Linked DNA regions of Zea mays: region 1 is linked to region 2. Evidence: chromatin contacts called from public Hi-C data. All regions are on one chromosome and are shown on one strand. The core of a region is the stretch at or near the end of the contact, and the rest is flanking DNA. Distances in the headings are between cores, read along the strand shown.

Evidence for each region. A called contact is a pair of places that touch in the nucleus more often than the background predicts.
Region 1: a Hi-C map of ear shows a contact between it and region 2, with 3 times the contacts expected there. The contact joins the promoter of LOC100284396 here to the promoter of LOC100281460 in region 2. A contact is called at or near these places in 2 of 25 Hi-C or Micro-C datasets (ear and tassel).

What each region holds. Positions count from the first base shown.
Region 1 is chr2:69,437,424-69,440,469 of Zm-B73-REFERENCE-NAM-5.0, reverse strand. It overlaps LOC100284396 (Grx_C8 - glutaredoxin subgroup III), which reads left to right and starts at 1,502. Exons shown (of 1, transcript NM_001157291.2): 1 at 1,502-2,476. The coding sequence starts at 1,653. The coding sequence ends at 2,066.
Region 2 is chr2:69,032,318-69,035,499 of Zm-B73-REFERENCE-NAM-5.0, reverse strand. LOC100281460 (serine/threonine-protein kinase NAK) reads left to right here and starts at 1,724. Exons shown (of 5, transcript NM_001154378.3): 1 at 1,724-2,292; 2 at 2,699-2,901. The coding sequence starts at 2,097.

The DNA of each region.
Region 1 (3,046 bases), core at 253-2,752, 410 kb before region 2:
GGTTGAGAAACCGGGACTATATGCCCTTTGTTAAGTAGGCCTAAAGACCATTTAAGGTGAATATAATATTATATGACAGTAGCAAAAAATTAGCTGTCTTTAAATCTTCCTTTCTCTTTCATTTTCACTGTTCCATATTTTGAAAGGTTCATTCGTCCTATTCTACTATCCAGGACCAAGAGATCCTAGATATAAAATTAGTTTCTTCTGATTCTAACGTGGCAAACAATTTCTATAATTAAGACTCACTTTTGGTTCATAAACCATTTATGTCAATCCCATTAGTGCATGCCAAAGTATTGTTAATCTCTACTAGCTATATAAACAGCAGTTTTCACGGTTCCTCGGTCGTCGACTCGTCATGCGTCACCTTACTCTTCCCGCTTTATACAAAAATAAAGTAAAATTATACATAAGCGGGGTTCAGACCTTAGATGTTGGCTTCACATTCACACCCACTAACCAATAGAACACACATATTTTTTTGTTTATTAAAATAACGTCTACCTAGTGCAATGTACGAGTATCTGACTAATTTACTTAACGCCCCGTTTGGATCATTAAAATTGAATTCCATTCTAATAATATTAATTTAGACATATATCAATTAAGCTAACTCGGTTTTATGTAAAATATATTTATATATTATTATCAGCAAGATGTCGGAGATATTTATGTGCTATATTTTTACTATGGAGGAGTGCGACAAAGAGTATCATGTAAGTTACAGAGTAGAACAAATTGTACTAATGCAGAAAATAATTTCCTATTCCCCATCCCATGAATTTGAGATAGGCTTATATCTAAACTTTGGAAAGTGGTGGAATGTTAAATTCTAAAATAAATAAGGTACTTTATTAAGTAAATTCCAATTTCTCTAAAATGAAGGGATCCAAATGCTTCGTAAAAGAATTTTTAATAACCATGTACTCCTACTCTTTATACCACTAGCAGGATAGGATCAGAGAACTCAGGGCTGATTTGGTGGTTAAGGATTCCAAGGGGATCTATGGGGAGAAATCCCTTATAATTCAATTTTGAATAAAAAACGATTTCCTCTCTATGAATTCTCTCGGGATCTTTAGGGGGTGTTTGGTTTGAGGAATCACTCAATCCAAAATGAGGTGGTGCGTCATAGGTCCATTCCTCAAATTTGGTGAGATTATCTCATTCCTCATATTACTACTAACTAACTATCTATGAGGAATGAGATAGTGATGGATCAACTCATTCCATTCTACAAACCAAACAAAAAAGTGAGAAGTGAGAAGATAATGGACTAGCTCATTCCTCGAACCAAACACCCTATTAATCACCAGATCAGCCCTCAGAGTAACCAAAGTACACCTAGCCCATACAAGCGACGGGCCGAGATGGGAGGATTATTTTTAGAGTAAACAAGTTGAGTTCAGCTTTAAAGCTACTTGCGCCCACAAAACTACCAGAACGCCCCTGACCGACCCCGCTCCTCTATATATACGCGCAGCTCGTCTCACTTCTCGCTTGCCAGCCCAGCCCTCAAGCAACACGACGCATTGCACTAGCTAGACCTTGGGCTCGCAAACCTCACACACCCTTCCGCTTAACCTGCAGCCCTTCGATCATCATCAGCACTCAGCAGTAGCATAGGCATCAAGGTAGAGACCCCGACAATGCAGTACGGCGCGGCGGCGGCGGAGCAGGCGTGGTCGTACATGCCGGTGGTGGCACCGTCGTCGGCCGTGGAGACGGCGGCGGAGCGCGTGGAGCGGCTGGCGTCGGAGAGCGCGGTGGTGGTGTTCAGCGTGAGCACCTGCTGCATGTGCCACGCCGTGAAGCGCCTCTTCTGCGGCATGGGCGTGCACCCGACGGTGCACGAGCTGGACCACGACCCGCGGGGCCGCGAGCTGGAGCGCGCCCTGGCCTGCCTCCTCGGCGCCTCCGGAGCCTCGGCGGCGGGCGCGCCGGTCGTGCCCGTCGTGTTCATCGGCGGCAGGCTGGTCGGCGCCATGGACCGCGTCATGGCCGCGCACATCAACGGCACCCTCGTGCCGCTGCTCAAGGACGCCGGCGCGCTCTGGCTGTGATCTCATCGCCGGCCGCTAGCTACTAGCCATTGCCGCCGTTGCAGCTGTTCGATCGGGGGGCTAGCTGATAGTAAGGCAGGTTACTTATTAATTAATACACCCAAAGTAGTGAGTTATTAATCATAGAGTGCGTGCGCTTGTGTGTTTGTGTGTGTGTTAGTGGGTGTGAGAGAGAGAGGTCGGTGATTCTTTTTACTGATGCTGCCTCCGTCTTGTGTGTGGGAGCTAGCTAGTTAGATCGTGCTTGCATGCCCACGCGCGTATGTACGAGTGTGTGTGCACTGCTACTGCTACTGCTAGCTAGGTTTGGTCGGTGCTAGAAGAGATCGATCGGTTTAGTGTTCTTCTCTTCCATGCATCTTATTAATCAGTTTGGCTTGGGGTTCCGGCCCCTCGTCTTTGTGTTTTCATATCAGAGCCATGCGTGCGTGCACTGGACAAACGAGTTGTGTGACAGTTGCCAAGAACGGAATCCGAATTTACTCCATCCGTTCTAAATTATATAATTCGTTTGACTTTTTTATCACAAGTTTGAACGACTCGTCTTATTAAAAAACTAATAATTATTATTAAGATTTACTATGATACTGTTTCGCGAATAATATACTAAGTATAACTGTGAAATTTTTATTTTTTTTACAAATTTTTAAATAAGATGAGCGGATCAAACTTGTCTAAGGGTTTAGGGATGGAGTATTAAATTGCCACTCGACATGCATCTCTTTCAATTACTCGTTACGTTTATATATATATATATATATATATATATATATATATATATATATATATATATATATATATATATATATATATATATATATATATATATATATATATATATATATATATATATATATATATATACGCTAATCTAAAAGGTGAAAAGTGCTAATATCGATATATCAACAACCTTTCTACATACCCATCTACTTGGATGAAAGGAAGAGAGCACATGCATGCACACATGCTGTTCGTTATTC
Region 2 (3,182 bases), core at 475-2,974:
GAGAATCTGTTTCTACTCATATCCTTCATTGTTAAGTAACTTACATTAGACGTCTGGCAGCCAGCGTCAATCCTATCCCAACACAAGTTAGGTTTTCGCCTCTGCTCACAACTGCGTCGCCATCGTAGTTCTCTTCATCCCGACCGCCGACGTGCATCTGCGTTCGGGAGAACAGGTCTATAGAACCCTTCGCCTTCGAGATCCTGCACAAGGAAAGGGCGAATAAGGTTTTTGGGAAGCGTCCTCACACGACTGCTCGCGATCTTGTCGTCGACTCTGCTGCTTCAACGTCATCGGCCCTGCTGCTTCGACGTCATCGGCCCCGCTGCTTCGACGTCGTTGACCCTGCTGCTTCCGGCCCGCGTCGTCTACCAGTATGTCTGACCAGTACACATCATCTGATTTGACCTTATACTTCAGTTCATCTGTTATGGTAGAGGTATGTTGCATTTTTATGATTATGCTCTTAGGTAAGCTGTTAGGTTATTTGTTGTGGAACAGACACCTAGACTATTTATTGTTGATCATGATTTATATTCGGAATTTAATCTAAAAAATGCCTAATATTTCAACAACTTATAAGTATGGAATGAGGTAATTAGATGCTACATACAAAATGTAATTTTTATGGAGATGGAGAGTTAAATAGAGTCAAAAAATGAGAGTCCTTAGAGATGCTCTTTATGTATACAACCAAATAGCCCCCTTTATTTTCTGATTATGGCGGATTAAGGGTGGAGTTTTATTATGCACTTCAGTACCGATCGAAACAATAGGCGAACGGCGAGGTGTAATGAGAATAATTTATATCAAAAGAGCAATCGCGCGATTGATGGGAGTGAGAAAAGGAATGTAACGATACGTATGATCTCCTAGGTTTGACTGGATGATATGGGAGATTCAATTTCCTATATAACTACTACGTGATTACCGATTTTTAATATCTAATTATGCGGAAGGATTAATAGGTAGTCGATATTGAATGGGTCGCAGGGGTCTTCACCACGCCAGATACACAAATCTGTTTGCGTATTTTTAGTTAAAAATAAAATAGACTAAACATGTAGAATACAATAGATATTAATATATATATATATATATATATATATTTAAATAGGGAGAATCACTTATTATAGTGAGCAGATATAAAGAGGTGTTTGGTTTCTAGTAACTAATTTTAATTTCTTTATTTTATTATATTTTAGTCTTAAATTAACAAATATGAAAATCAAAACTATATTTTAGTTTTTATATTTAACAATTTATGACTAAAATGGAATAAAATAAAGAGACTAATTAGTCTATAGAAACCAAATATCTCAAGTCAACTGGACGGTTAAAATAATTAGTCGATACAAAATCAGTAGTACTCTGCAGCCACCTCAGACAAAAAAAAAGTAGCGCGTGTGAAAGAGCCGACATCTGATTTGGACATGGGCTGTACTCCATTTGCATGTTGCTGCTCAACAATTTATTCCTCAAACCATCAGTGCAATTGCTAGTATTCTGTTAATTCACATATAAATAGTTACTCCATCTGTTCGAAAATAATAATCGTTTTAATCCTTAATTTCTATGTCTATATTAAATGGATGATAAGATTCAATATTGTAATGCTAAACTTAAGGAACGTTTACTATCTACCATGGAAAATAACAGGCAAAAAAACATAACACGTGCTTGTTGGACACAGATATTTGTTTCAAAAGGGGCAACCTAGATCGCAGAATAATTTTCAGAAAATCCTTGTAAAGTGACAGTGAAGTCTCTCCTAACCTCCCGTTTCCGTCCCACGCTTTCCCGTTTCCGTCCTACCAACCCCATGGAGCCTGGACCTTGAGCCCGAGCATCCTGCCGTGCCTGCTCTGCTATAAGCAGCTGCTGCTGCCCAAAGCAGCCGACGCCACCGCCCACACGTCTCCTCCACCTCCCAATCCCCACTTGTTCGCCTCCCCCCGGCCTCCCTGATCCGTGCCGCCCTCCCCCACCCCGTCAACCAGGAGCGCAGCCGCTTGTCGGTGCGGAAATGCGGGTTCGTCTTGCGGCGCCGCGGTGAGCTATTGATTGCTGGTGGTAGCTCGCCCCGGGCACCGGCGATGGGCTGCTTCCCGTGCTTCGGCTCCACGCGCGAGGAGGAGCTCAAGTACTACGGATCCAAGGGCCCCGGCGGAGGCAATGGCGGTGGTGGGCGAGCGACCGCGTCCTCGTCCTCGTCCGCTGCAGCTGGTGGTGGAGGCGGCCGGGTAGAAGAGGCCGTGGTGGCGCCGCCGCGTGCTCAGAGGGGCCCCGCAGGTGCGTGTTGTTTATGCGCGTCTCCGTCTCTCCCTGAGAACTGGGATCCTTCCGCTTGGTTTGTTGTTGGGATCGGAACCGGATCCGGCCGAGGTTTGATGCTCCGTGTTAGTCTCTTCGCGGTGGTTGGGTTGGTACGAATGGAGCGGCTGATTCTTGTGCATGTTGATGTGATTGAGGGAAATGACAGGAACGATTCTGTGTTTCCTTCAGATCTTTTTACAGTATTATTAGAAGGGGGGAAAGGTATCGACTTGTATCTCCAAATTCAGAAACGTGATGATAATCCGTTGATTAGAGACCGGGATATGTTTTCTATTATGATTAGTATATTTGCTTGCTTGCTGAGTTGCTGGGGTATGACTGTCTTGATCTGCATGATCATGTAGACAATGCATATGTGCAGGGGCCGACAAGACACGAGCTAAAGGCAATGCTGGCTCGAAGAAGGAGCTTTCAGTACTCAGGGACGCCAGTGGCAATGTCATCTCTGCTCAGACCTTCACCTTCCGCCAGCTTGCAGCCGCAACGAAGAACTTTAGAGATGAATGCTTCATTGGGGAGGGAGGGTTTGGGCGCGTTTACAAGGGCCGCCTTGACATGGGCCAGGTAATGAGCTTTGTTGTCAAAACGGGGCCTCGACTTTTCTTGTTTCATGCTGTTGGACTAGTACAAAAGTGGCTCAGTCGTACCAATGGCGTCATTGATCTCTCTAGGACATTCAAGAAAAAGCAGTGTTTGCACATGTGTGGTGGATGCCCACAGGCACAAAAAAATATGTGTTCACCTATAGCTGATCCAACTTGTACTGGCCTGATAAATTAGGACACTATGGACTGTTATGTAGGTCCTTCATTTTTAATTCACAGGATGAATGACATGAAACAGAC